2 separate regions of the Bos taurus genome follow, and region 2 is linked to region 1. A link is a contact called in public Hi-C data. All regions are on one chromosome and are shown on one strand. Each heading gives the region's core, a stretch centred on a gene start, on an enhancer-like site or on the middle of the called end of the contact. The rest is flanking DNA. Distances are from core to core; before and after follow the strand shown.

What was found. Hi-C and Micro-C count contacts between places; a contact is called where the count stands out from the background.
Region 2: a contact with region 1 is called in a Hi-C map of skeletal muscle, with 4 times the contacts expected there. The contact joins the enhancer-like site here to the promoter of PYCR2 in region 1. A contact is called at or near these places in 2 of 11 Hi-C or Micro-C datasets (liver and skeletal muscle).

The regions. Positions count from the first base shown.
Region 1 is chr16:28,946,471-28,952,588 of ARS-UCD2.0, forward strand. It overlaps PYCR2 (pyrroline-5-carboxylate reductase 2), which reads right to left and starts at 2,905. Exons shown (of 7, transcript NM_001075181.1): 1 at 2,747-2,905; 2 at 2,396-2,466; 3 at 1,157-1,336; 4 at 841-1,062; 5 at 544-636; 6 at 194-357. The coding sequence starts at 2,813.
Region 2 is chr16:28,996,476-29,002,593 of ARS-UCD2.0, forward strand. No RefSeq gene overlaps it. Among named protein-coding and RNA genes, the nearest start is that of SDE2, 21 kb to the right of the region's middle. Within about 2 kb of position 3,691, at least 4 of the 102 cell types and tissues checked have an H3K27ac peak or open chromatin away from gene starts, as enhancers often do. A contact at or near this core is called in skeletal muscle, where this site is marked.

The sequences.
Region 1 (6,118 bases), core at 1,655-4,154:
AACTGTGTAAGAATTACATGAAGTAAGGCCTGCAAACCCTTAAGCTAACAGAGTCTAATAAGTGGGTTATTAACAGAGCACAGACTCCGGCACTGCTAATGGGACCACAGAAGGCAGATCGTGTAAGACACTGACAGCCCACATGGGGCTGGCTCCAAGTGGAGGGCCTGGGTGGAAAAGGAGAGCAACCCACCGTGTTCGGATACAGGAGGCCTCAACCGCATTGATGAGCAGGGAGCGGAAGCCCCCGCTCTCTAGGAAGTGCAGGGCGTGGATGGTGGCCCCCCCAGGGGAGCACACGTTGTCCTTGAGCTGGCCGGGATGCTGTTCTGAGTCCAGCAGCATCTTGGCAGCTCCCTAGGGCAGGAAGGGCCATTAGAGGAGAAAATTGCAGGTGCCCCTTGGGATGAGCTTCTCCAAACACATTCCTCCCCAATCCCTACCCCAGCTTCCCCACCAAGCCCTGCCCTGGCTCAGAGAGCCCTAAGAATCCCATCCCATCCCCACACCGGGGTCCAGAACACGCAGGGAGAAGATACTAACCAGCAAGGCCTGGGCCCCCAGTCGGACGGCCAGGCGCCGTGGCAGGCCCATCTTCACCCCACCGTCAGCCAATGCGTCCAGGGCCATGAACGCCTGTGAAGACACTCACTGAGCCCCGGGGCTGCAGGTACTCAGGGGCACACACTAGGGTCTTTTCCTGACAACTAGCTCCAAGGGTCAACCTCCTCCACCAGACAGCCTCGCCCAAGAGGTGGGCGACACCCCCAGCCCAGGCTTGCCTGCCAGCCCAGCTTGCATCCCAGGGTCCCCAGAGGGCTGAGTATATGAGGGCCTCACATAGGCAGGCCCGCTGCCGCTGAGCCCTGTGACGGCATCGATCAGGTCCTCCTCCACCTCCGTGCAGAAGCCCACGCTGCTCATGAGCTGCTCCAGGAGCTGCCCGTCCTCCACCAAGGCGTGGGTGCCTGTGGCATACACTGTTGCACCCTCCCGCACCAACACAGGTGTGTTGGTCATGCAGCGGATCACTTTGGGTGCCGGCTGGAACGCCATCAGCTTCTGGGGTGAAGGCAGAGGGCCGAGTGAACTGCCAGTCCCACCAGCACCCACCCCCTCCTCCCACCAACAGGGGCGCCGGGGCTGAGATGGACACCTTTTCCACAGAGCTGATGGTGACGCCAGCCGCACAGGACACCACGATGTGCCTGGCCTGGACGTCGGCACCGATCTCGTCCAGGATAAAGGGGATGATGTGTGGCTTCACGGCCAGGAACAGGACGTCACTGTGCCTGACCGTCTCCTTGTTGCTCCGGGTCAGGTTCACACCCATCTTCTGCAGGAGGAGACCACCAGGCTCACACTCTGTGGCAGCCTCATGAGCCCTGGTCCTCTCAAGGAGCAGCTGAACCCCTCCAAGCTCACGTGGCCAAGGGCAGCCTGGAATTCCCTGCCCTGTTCCCCTCAGAGTTAGCCCCTACCCCCATTGCCTCGAAGTTTTCCAGTGTTGCTACTGGGCAAGTGAGTGCTGGACATGGACAAGCTTCCCATGGCAAACAGGAAATCGCTGTCCCCCATCCCCACCAGTTCTCTGGCACCCAAGGCACCCCTCTGCCAGGTGAGATGTCTCCATGGTTGAAAAATGGCACAGGTAAAGGGAAAGGTGAAATGCTGGTGCCCAATGGTCAGAAGCAGGGCTCTATCCCAAGCCTGGACACTTGTTCATCAGGGTGCCTGGTCTCTGTGTGGTCCAGGGGTGGAATGGAGGACACCCCTCTAAGACTTCACACTAAGAAACAAGGCCGTCCGGTGATGACAGTCCCGGCCATCCCAGGCCCAGACACTGCCTGTTACCTGCCGCCTGCCTCGTTAGCCATCCTCTCCCACACTGCTCAGGTTCTGGGTGAAGACTTGGGATATTCTTTGTTTAGAAAGAGGGAAAACTAACTTGCCAGGTTCTTTCCCAACATGCTCATTTACGCCTCAGAATAGCTCAGCAAAGTGACTACTGTGGGCTTCATTTTATAAATGCGGAAACTGAGGCTCAGAGCACCTAAGTACCTTAACTGCTTAAGCTAAGTACCTCAGCTAAGTACCTTAACTGAGCTAGTGGATGAAGCAAAGTGAGTATTTTATTGGGTACCTACTATGTGCTAGGTGCTTTTCACACATCAAAATCTCAACTAACCTTGTGTCTGGATTGGAACCCAAGTCGACCAACCCAGTCGTGCCTGGCTGCTCGCACAACCCTGAGCTCCCCAGGAAAGATGCAGGATAGTGATGCTCCTGGTGGGAAGGTCAGCGCCGGGCACGGAACAGCACAGGGGTTCAGCTCATCAGGCCACCCTTCTCCTGGGTCTCCACCCCCTTCCCCAAACCCTCATGCCCCACCTACCCTGAGAGCGGACACCGTGGGCAGGTCCATTTCCGGGGAGCTGGCTATTATTTTGTGAGCCGACAGGATGCCTACAGAAGACAGGGTTTTTCAACTGGGGATCATGGCCCACCCGGTTCCCATGTTTTCCCTGGGAGAGCAGAGTCAAAACCCACGCCACTCCGACCGTTATGGAGACGGTCGCTGGTGACCCCCTACCCCTTAATCCCTTATTAGGGATTTAGGAATCCTTAATTCCCTAGCAGACGCAAGTTCCCCTTTCTTCATTCCCTCACGTTCGTGCGGCGGAGGGCGGTCACAAGCTAAGCTGTGGACCTTCCGCGCACCCGCCTCCCGCCTTCAGGCGCTTACCTGCGGCCGTGAAGCCCCGCGCCAAGGCGCAGGCCAGCTGGCCGGCGCCGATGAAACCCACGCTCATGGTTATCCGGGCTCCGCGTCTGCCCGGCCGCCGCAGGAGTCCGCTCAGAGGGGCCCTGAGAGAAACGTGGAGAACCGAGAGCGTAGTCGGCCCGGCGACGAGGAGCCAGATCCCGCGAAACGCTCGCAGCTTCCGGCGTCTATTCCACAACCCCGCCTCTCTCACGCTCACCTACGACGCCACAGGGTTCCAAACGGCCCCGCCCTGCCAGGGGGACCAATCCACGGCCGGGACGGGGACGTGTGCACGCCTTCTGACACAGGATTAGTGGGCGGAAGCTCCGTCCCAGCGCGCGAAGCCCGGATCTAAGCGTCGCGGACGCCCCCGCCCTGGGTGTCCCCGGAGCCCCGCCCCCACCTCAGGGCGGAGATTGCCGTTGGCACCCGTGCACGGCCCTAGGCTGAGGCCGGCGGCGAGGTCTGGCTTATATTATTTCTGGCGCTGTCCGTCAGCCGCCTTTCGAAAGCTAGAGAAACTCTCCAGGTTGCTGATTTGAGGGGACGAATGTGACGCTCCCGGTGAGGCTTTAGACTGGAGCTTGGAGGCCCGTGGGCTACAAACCAGGCTTCTCGGTGCACCCGGGGATTATCTACGTTGGAGCTGGGAGTTCCCCTGCTACCGCCCGCACCGTCTCGGCACGCGCGGGGAGGCGGTGGAGAAGCCCTGGTTATTGACTTGAACTTACGTGAGTCTGAGTGAACTCCGGGAGTTGGTGATGGATAGGGAGACCTGGCGTGCTGCGATTCATGGGGTCGCAAAGAGTCGGACACGACTGAGCGACTGATCTGATCCGACATGGTTTACGCGATTGGTCTTTCTTAACTAGGATTGCAAACAGAACCAGTTCCTCTGTTTAGGAAATGATGGGCTCCTTCAGTTCAGTCGCTCAGTCATGTCCGACTCTTTGCGACCCCATGAATTGCAGCACGCCAGGCCTCCCTGTCCATCACCAACTCCAGGAGTTCACTCAAGCTCACGTCCATCGAGTCGGTGATGCCATCCAGCCATCTCATCTTCTGTCGTCCCCTTCTCCTCCTGCCCCCGCCTCCCAGCATCAGGGTCTTTTCCAGTGAGTCAACTTTTCGCATGAGGTGGCCAAAGTACTGGAGTTTCAGCTTTAGCATCATTCCTTCTAATGAACACCCAGGACTGATCTCCTTTAGAATGGACTGGTTGGATCTCCTTACAGGCCAAGGGACTCTCAAGAGTCTTCTCCAACACCACAGTTCAAAAGCTCAGCTTTCTTCACAATCCAACTCTCACATCCATACATGACTACTGGAAAAACCATAGCCTTGACTAGACGAACCTTTGTTGGCAAAGTAATGTCTCTGCTTTTTAATATGCTGTCTAGGTTGGTCATAACTTTCCTTCTAAGGCTCCTTAGGACCTGACTAAGGTATCCCCCCGACCATGCTACTTGCTTTCAAAAGCTTCACAAATGTGATGTTTACTTTTTCATCACTAGTAAATTTAAGAGAAGTGATGATTTTGAACTGTGGTGTTGGAGAAGACTCTTGAGAGTCCCTTGGACGGCAAGGAAATCCAGCCAGTCCATCCTAAAGGATATCGGTCCTGAATATTCATTGGAAGGACTGATGCTGAAGCTGAAATTCTAATACTTTGGCCACCTGATGCGTAGAACTGCCTCATTGGTAACTTTCTCTGATTAGCAAATAATACATGCATATTGAGAAAAAGTTGGAAAATACAAAAAAATAAAAGTAAGAAGTCAAAATCACCCATAGTCATACTTCCTAAGGATCGTTTCTTGCAGGCATATTTGGTACATTTCCTTACACATTATTTTCTGTGCATACAGACCTTTTCCATCATTGGAAATAAATGATACACATATGGTTTTGAAATTTCTCTGCTAGATATACAATAAATATTTTCCAAAGTTACTAGAAAGTTATTTAAAATAAGATTTTGGTGACTACTTAGTAGTCCATTGTACAGATGCTCAGTCACTCAGATTTTATTTTCTTATGATGACCTTGCTGACTAAAGATCCATTTTGTTTGTGCAGTGGCCCCTGTTGTGGCTCTCATGACCATTATGTTTGATGCCTATGAATTTCCTTTGGAAGCAAGTGTTTATAACAACAAGTAACAAGTGAAAGTCACTCAGTTGTGTCCAACTCTTTGCGACTCCATGGACCATACAGTCCATGGAATTCTCCAGGCCAGAATACTGGAGTGGGTAGCTGTTCCCTTCTCCAGGGGATCGTCCCAACCCAGGGATCAAACCCAGGTCTCCCACGTTGCGGACAGATTCTTTTACCAGCTGAGCCACCAGGGAAGCCCTGGGCACAAGTGTTGAATAGATGAGATAGGATGGGATGGAATGGGACAGAACGGGACAGGACTTCCTCACCACCCAGCCACTTAGGACACACCCTCAGGAATGGTCAGAGGCTGATGCTTCTATTCAACCACAGACATACACTCTCCTTATCTGGTACCTGTCTTCTTGGGTGCCTACTCTATCCCTTTACTCCATCTGAAGGGACAGAGAAGCCCAGAAAGAAAGTGGGGAGTTTGCTAAGATTCCAAGATTGCCCACCTCACCTCTCCTCTGATCCTCTCATCCACCAGTCAGATGGGTTCAGCTGTTCCTGCCCTTCCTCCCTTCTCACCCCCCACAGTCCCGCCCCCTTGTTCCCCTTTAGCTGTCCCAGGAAAGTGGGCCATGCTTCATTTCTTCAGTCTCAAGGCCTTCCTGGTCTGTCTCTGGATAGTAGGTTCATTTGTCCTCATGTTAGGGGAAACACACTGATTGAAACTGCCCACCCTGGCCAGGCACCATAGTAACTATTTGCATGAGTTGTTTTATGACAGGAAGTCCTGGTAAGGAACAGGGAACTAATAAGCCACCACCAACCGGAAGAGTTCAGGAAAGATCAAAAGGAGACACCACATGTCCAACCACCTCCCAGAATTCTTCTCTCTGGCATCCATCTTGGCTGAACAAGGTGTGCACCACCAAGAAGGACTCTGAGTCAGAATGATTGGCTAAAGACAACCTGGAAACTATCCCATCACCATAAAACCCAAGATTGTGAGCCATGTGGCAGAGCAGTTCTCCTGGGTTCCCTTACCCTACTGCTCTCCACCCGGGTGCCCTTTCCCAATAAAATCTCTTGCTTTGTCAGCACATGTGTCTCCTCGGACAATTCATTTCCAAGTGTTAGACAAGAGCCCAGTTTTGGGCCCTGGAAGGGGTCCCCCTTCCTGCAACAAATGGCAACTCTGGCGGGACTCTTCTCTGCGACTGATACCCTGACCACTCGGGGTACTCAG
Region 2 (6,118 bases), core at 2,441-4,940, 51 kb after region 1:
GAGCGCAGAGTCCCAGACCTTGGACAGCCAGGGAATTCCCAGTGGATTCTGAAGGCAAGGCAGAGGGGATGGACACTGAGCTACCTCACAGCAAAGGAAGAAAGAGGTGTGAAAGGGGTCTCATCCTGAAATGCTCTGGGCCCAGTGGGGAAAGATAGGAATCAGGGGTCCTGAGGGCCTGGGTCTCCTCTGACGGGTGTGTCTGGAGAAGCTGTGCCGCCCTGGCCTCAGGGGTCCTCCAGGGCATCCCCCTATCAGGCTGGGCTCGGGGAAGGTCAGTGGACAAGGCCCGAAGATGGATGGAAAGCGTGTAGGCTCAAAGTCCCCAGCTTCATCCCCAGCTCAGCCCTCCAGAGCTGTGTGCTCTGGGGCTGGTCATTTCCTATTTGTAAGCGCTAGTCTCCTGTGCGCAAAGAGGATGATAACAACATCTACTTGGAAGGGCTGTGATGAGGAGCAAATTAGATAAAGTATTTGAGCATCGTTTTCAACGTAGATTTGTCTGTTTATTTGGGAAGGCCTGGGAAGCTCTGTTATGGGAGGCAGAAGGCAACAGCTAGGCTTCCCCACCACCACCAGCCTTGGCACCGCCGAGGGACTGGAAAGGACTTTTTGAATCATGTGTGGCCTGCAAATACTACTTCTTATTAAGAACTCCCTCAGTTTATATCCACTTTTTGGTCTGGGATAGAGGATTATTTTTAAAGCCCAGGCTCCCAGCTGTCTCCCCAGTGACCCTGACTCACTCTGCCAGATGGAATGATTCCTCCTTTTTCGTGCCACATCGCCCATGAATATGCTTTATTATTGCACGTTCTCCATAGAAAACTGCTGTAGCCACATTGTAAACATTGACTGCGGCTGCTGGATTTGAGCTCTATGAGAAAGGCATCCCAGGAGCAGAGTGCAAGGCCGGTGCTCAACCAGTACTTTTTTGAACAAAAGCAAGACAGTGACATATTCCAGCAAAGAGTCAGAACGTGTTTCATTATTATAAAAAGTATATACATATACACACAATGGAATATTATTCAACCATAAAAAGAAGGAAATCGTGCCATTTTTGACGACATGGATGGACCTTGATGGCATTGTGCTAAGTGAAATAAATCAGAGAAATACAAGTACTGTATAATCTCTCTTATACATGGAGTCTAACAAAACAAAATAATGACTCGTAGATACAGAGAACAGGTGCGTAGTCCCCCCAACAAAAGTAACCTGATCATAGATCATAGAATATTTGGGAAATATATGAGATTGGGGAGAAGCAGGGAGTAATCTGTTTTCACAGCCTCCAGTGATCATATTGGTAAACATTAACCTGTATTTCCTTCCAGTTGTTTTTTCCCTAGATAAGCGGTGTTTACATTATTATAAAATCACAAATTACATAATAATTTTGTAATCTGTAAATGCCATTTTTATGTCTGGTCTCTTTCAACATTATAACAGTTACAATATTTCATTCTTACATTGCAAGGTTATTTTTCATTGTTTTTTTCCCCTACATTATTCTGTTCTGGACTATCCATTTTTCCAAAAATCATATTTCCAAAATACCAATATAAAGAATTAATGTCTCGAAGCTTTCAAAGTTGCTTTATCAAGAAACCTTGTTTTTATAAATTGAATCTTATGTAGAACTTCAATCTACGAAGAGATAGTATTTTATTCAAATAAAATCACTTTCGAAGTCAAAGGCCTGGTATTTGTTTTTGATAACATCAGTTGACATGCACACTAAGTCAATTTAGATGAAGACAAAATTGGGGCCTAGGGATGTATTACAGCCCCTGAGGAGCCACAGAATCACAGCACCCTGAACATCCAGGCATTCTGTGGTGGCTCCACAGAGAAGGGGACAGACCCGCCAGCTCCCCAGGAGCCTGCCTGTTGGGTTTCCCTCTCCATGCCTAGCTGTGCCCACTCTGGATTTCCAGGCAGTCCCAGGTGGTGGTGGTATAGTTGCTAAGTCATGTCCGACTCTTGCGACCCCATGGACTGTAGCCTGCCAGGATTTTCTGACTGTGAGATTCTCCAGGCAAGAATACTAGAGTGGGTTGCCATTTCCTTCTCCAAAGAGCCTCCCTAATTCCATCAAGTGAGCCAAGGGAAGTGGCGTCTCTAAGGGACCCCATCTGCCTCTCTAAGGGACCCCTGTCTGCCTCAACACTACTTAGGGTGACTTGGGGGACTGACTTTAAGCAGAAGTAGCCACTTATCTCTGATTTTCCAGGGCGGAGGAGGGGGTTTTGTCCCCCTCACTCCCAGCCTGAGGTCTCCCTGTTGTCCCCATTTTGCTGTCTGCTCTTAGTCTGTGGTCGAATCTCCCTGCAACCTTTCTGCAGAGAGAAGAAAGAGAAGATGGTATATTTCCTCATGTCTCTGTGTTTGGGGACAGAGATGGGCTATGGGCTATTTGCCAGCTGTAAGGGCAGAGCACACAGTTCCCACTAAAGTGACCTGAGGACGCCAGTAGAAATAAATATGGCAGAGGTGTACAAAATACAGCTGTACCTGCCTCTCCTATTTTTTATTTTTATTTTAGGCTCCGCCGCGTAGCATGCAGGATCTTAGTTCCCCTGCTGCTGCTGCTAAGTCACTTCAGTCGTGTCCAGCTCTGTGCGACCCCATAGACGGGCAGCCTGTGGCTCCACCATCCCTGGGATTCTCCAGGCAAGAACACGAGTGGGTTGCCATTTCCTTCTCCAGTGCATGAAAGTGAAAAGTGAAAGTGAAGTTGCTCAGTCGTGTCCGACTCTTGGCGACCCCTACCAGGGATCAAACCGTGCCCTTGCATCCAGGATGCGGTCTCTTAACCACCGGATCGTCAGAAAAGTCCCCCTAATTTTTTTATAACACAAAAACAAAGCAGTTGTTACTCAAATTGGATACTCAAATTCCTCCATCAGAAAACAGCAGCAAGTGATTAGGAAAGAGTTGTTTGTTGAAAAGTAGCAGTTGGGAGAAGGCAATGGCACCCCACTCCAGAATTCTTGCCTGGAAAATCCCATGGACGGAGGAGCCTGGTAGGCTGCAGTCCATGGGGTCGCTAGGAGTCGGACACGACTGAGCGACTTCACTTTCACTTTTCACTTTAATACACTGGAGAAGGAAATGGCAACCCACTCCAGTGATCTTGCCTGGAGAATCCCAGGGACGGGGAAGCCTGGTGGGCTGCCGTCTCTGGGGTCGCACAGAGTCGGACACGACTGAAGCGACTTAGCAGCAGCAGCAGCAGTTTTTTGGGATATTTGGCAAGCCTGTGTGCTCGAGTGATCGATGGCTCACTCGTGTTCAACTAGTTGCGATCCCTTGGACTGCAATCTGCCAGGCTCCTCTGTCCACGGAATTCTCCAGGCAAGAATACTGGAGTGGGTTGCCATTTCCTTCGCCAGCGGTTCTTCCCCACCCAGGGATTGAACTCATGTCTCCTTCTTTGGCAGGCAGATTTTTTACCACTGAGTCACCAGCAAAGCCCTCATTCAGCAAGCCTATACATGATTTATTCACACCTGGTAGAGTGAAAGCTGAAGTGAAATATGGGAATCCCAGGATCAGAAAGGACAGAGCCTGGTCAAATCAGGCCAGCTGCCTTCTATTTGCCATTTATCTGTGTCACCTCACCTCGGAGCAGGTTCCCTTCCTGCCCCTGCCCTTGCTCACATTCGTTGGTGACCAGCGCCCTCTACTGGCAACACGAAAAGTCTTTCTTCCTCCACAAATTGGCCGCGTTTTGTTGCTTGGCAGGTGCTGAGCAATAGAATCCTTCTGTAGGGTTGCCCTTCCTGCCCTGACTTCAACTATTCAAAATATTTGATAAAATATCAAAATACTTTATTTTGATAAAATATTCAGTTCCGGTCATTTTCCACAACGACCTTCAAAGGCACCCCAAGTCTACAAGCAAAGGTTTCAAAGGTACACCATGGGATATGCCATGCAATACACGGATGGATGGCAAATATACTTGGAATTGCTTATTGTTTCATAAAACACATCATATTAAGAAAGCAATACATTCATTCATTCATTAAATATTTTTTGAGCAGCTTCTATGTACCAGGCTTTAGCAAAACAGACAAATATTTCTGCCCTGATGGAGCTTATCTCTATGGTAAGTAGTGGTGGGGGGGGGACAACATATAATAAACAAGCAAAATATATAGCATGAAATTGGTACTATGAAAAAGAACAGGCAGGAAAGAAAGATAGGGATGTCTATGGGGGGAGGAGTAGCTGCTATTTTAAATAAGAGAAGAGGCACACCTGTGGACAACCAGAGATAGAATGTTCCAGAGAGAAGGAAGTGAGTGCGGAACTGTGGAAGCAGAGTGTCTTTGGTGGATTCGGTTTATCCAAGCAATAGCAAGGAGGCTGCCTTGGCTGAGATGGAGCGAGGTAGGAGTAGATAAGGTCAGAGCTGGGTGAGGGCATAGACTGAAGGGGTTGCCAGGGATTTTAAGTAAGCCCTTGGGCTTTTTAGTCAAAGGCCGATGGAGCTCTAAATAAATGAGTGATATCATCTGGGGTGCACACCCCCAAAGTTTTACTGATAGACGTGCACAATAAACAATGTTCAGAAACTGTAGGTCTGCAGAATAAACCCTTAATATCAGCCCACTGTTTCCTTTCACAGAGACCCACAGTTGCAGAAGGTAATGTGAGCTGTCTGGAAAGATGAGAACTTCAACAGGCAGAGACCTGACAGGCCTCCCTATCCTGGAAATGTAGCAAGTGATCTAGTTGTAAACTGAGATATATCCAGCCCTGGGGGCCTTCTCAGTACTGAATACCCGTTTTATTATTTGTCTACACTCCTAATTCCTCACTTCTTTTCCTTCCTACTTGTGAAGGAAAGTAGACCTGAATCAGACTTCTCCCCAGAAACAGGTTGACAGATGGCTGAGAGCGAGGGCCTATGTGACACAGTGCCACCTCCTCCATGTGCTAGTTGAGACACACAAGGGGTGTCGTGAAGTTGAACAGTTGGCACCTTACTGATTTTGATCAGAGGCAGCCTAGAGTTGTTAACATCTGCTACTAAATCATTGAACTTTCTAGGAGGCACTTTTGATTTAGAAAATCCACTAACAGGGACTGGTGCAGGATGGTCAGCTGAGGACGCACACTGAACCCCTTCTTGCCAACCCCCTCTGAAGTGAGTAAAGGAATACAAGGAAGCTCTGTAGCAGTACTAGGAATGAGGGGAAAGGTTAGTACCTCAAAATCAAACTGTGAGCAAGAAAGTAACACTGAGTCAGAGAAAGGCAAATTCATAATCTCACTTACATGTGGAACCCTGCAAAGAAAATCAAACTCTTTTATTGAAAAAGAGAGGTTACCAGAGGTGGAGGGTGGGGAAGGGAGAACTGGAGGAAGATAGTTAAAAGGTACATACTTTTAGGATTAAAAAGTACTAGGCTGTGATAACCTGTGTAAGAAAAAAATCTAAAAAAGAATGAATATATGTGTATGTATAACTGCATCTCTTTGCTGTACACTCGAAACACATTTAAATCACCTCTACTCCACACAGCTGTGTGGTACGTAGGAAAGTTAAGAGAGTAAATCCTAAGAGTTCTCATCACGACAGTATTTTTCCTTTTTTCTTTTCTTTTTATTGTATATATTTGGGAAGACAGATGTTAGTTAAAACTATCGTAGTCATCACTTCACAAAATATGTATATCAAATCATCATGCTGTATTTCTTCAACTTAAACAGTGATGTATGTCAATTATTTCTCAATCAAGCAGGGGGGGAAAAGATTAAGCCATTGAAATGAACCCCAACAGAAGCCCATTACCATCCCACATGTGCACCAGTGAAAGCTGGACAAACCACAGCCACAAATAATGATCTCAAGACAGTCTCTGTGCGTTGTGAACCTCTTTAACTTCCTTTAATGCTCCAAGGGACAATTTCAGAATTATGGGTTTTTTAACTTTTCCAGTGAAGGTCTACATGCTGTGAGGAGCAGGGTGAGGGCTGCTCACACTTCCACACTAAATGAAGCAGAGCACAGCTTGAACTGGCAACTGAAGGGCACAACCATGCCAATCAGGAAAGGGGCACTGAGCAGCCAACTTCATGTTGCCACAACAGAAAAGAA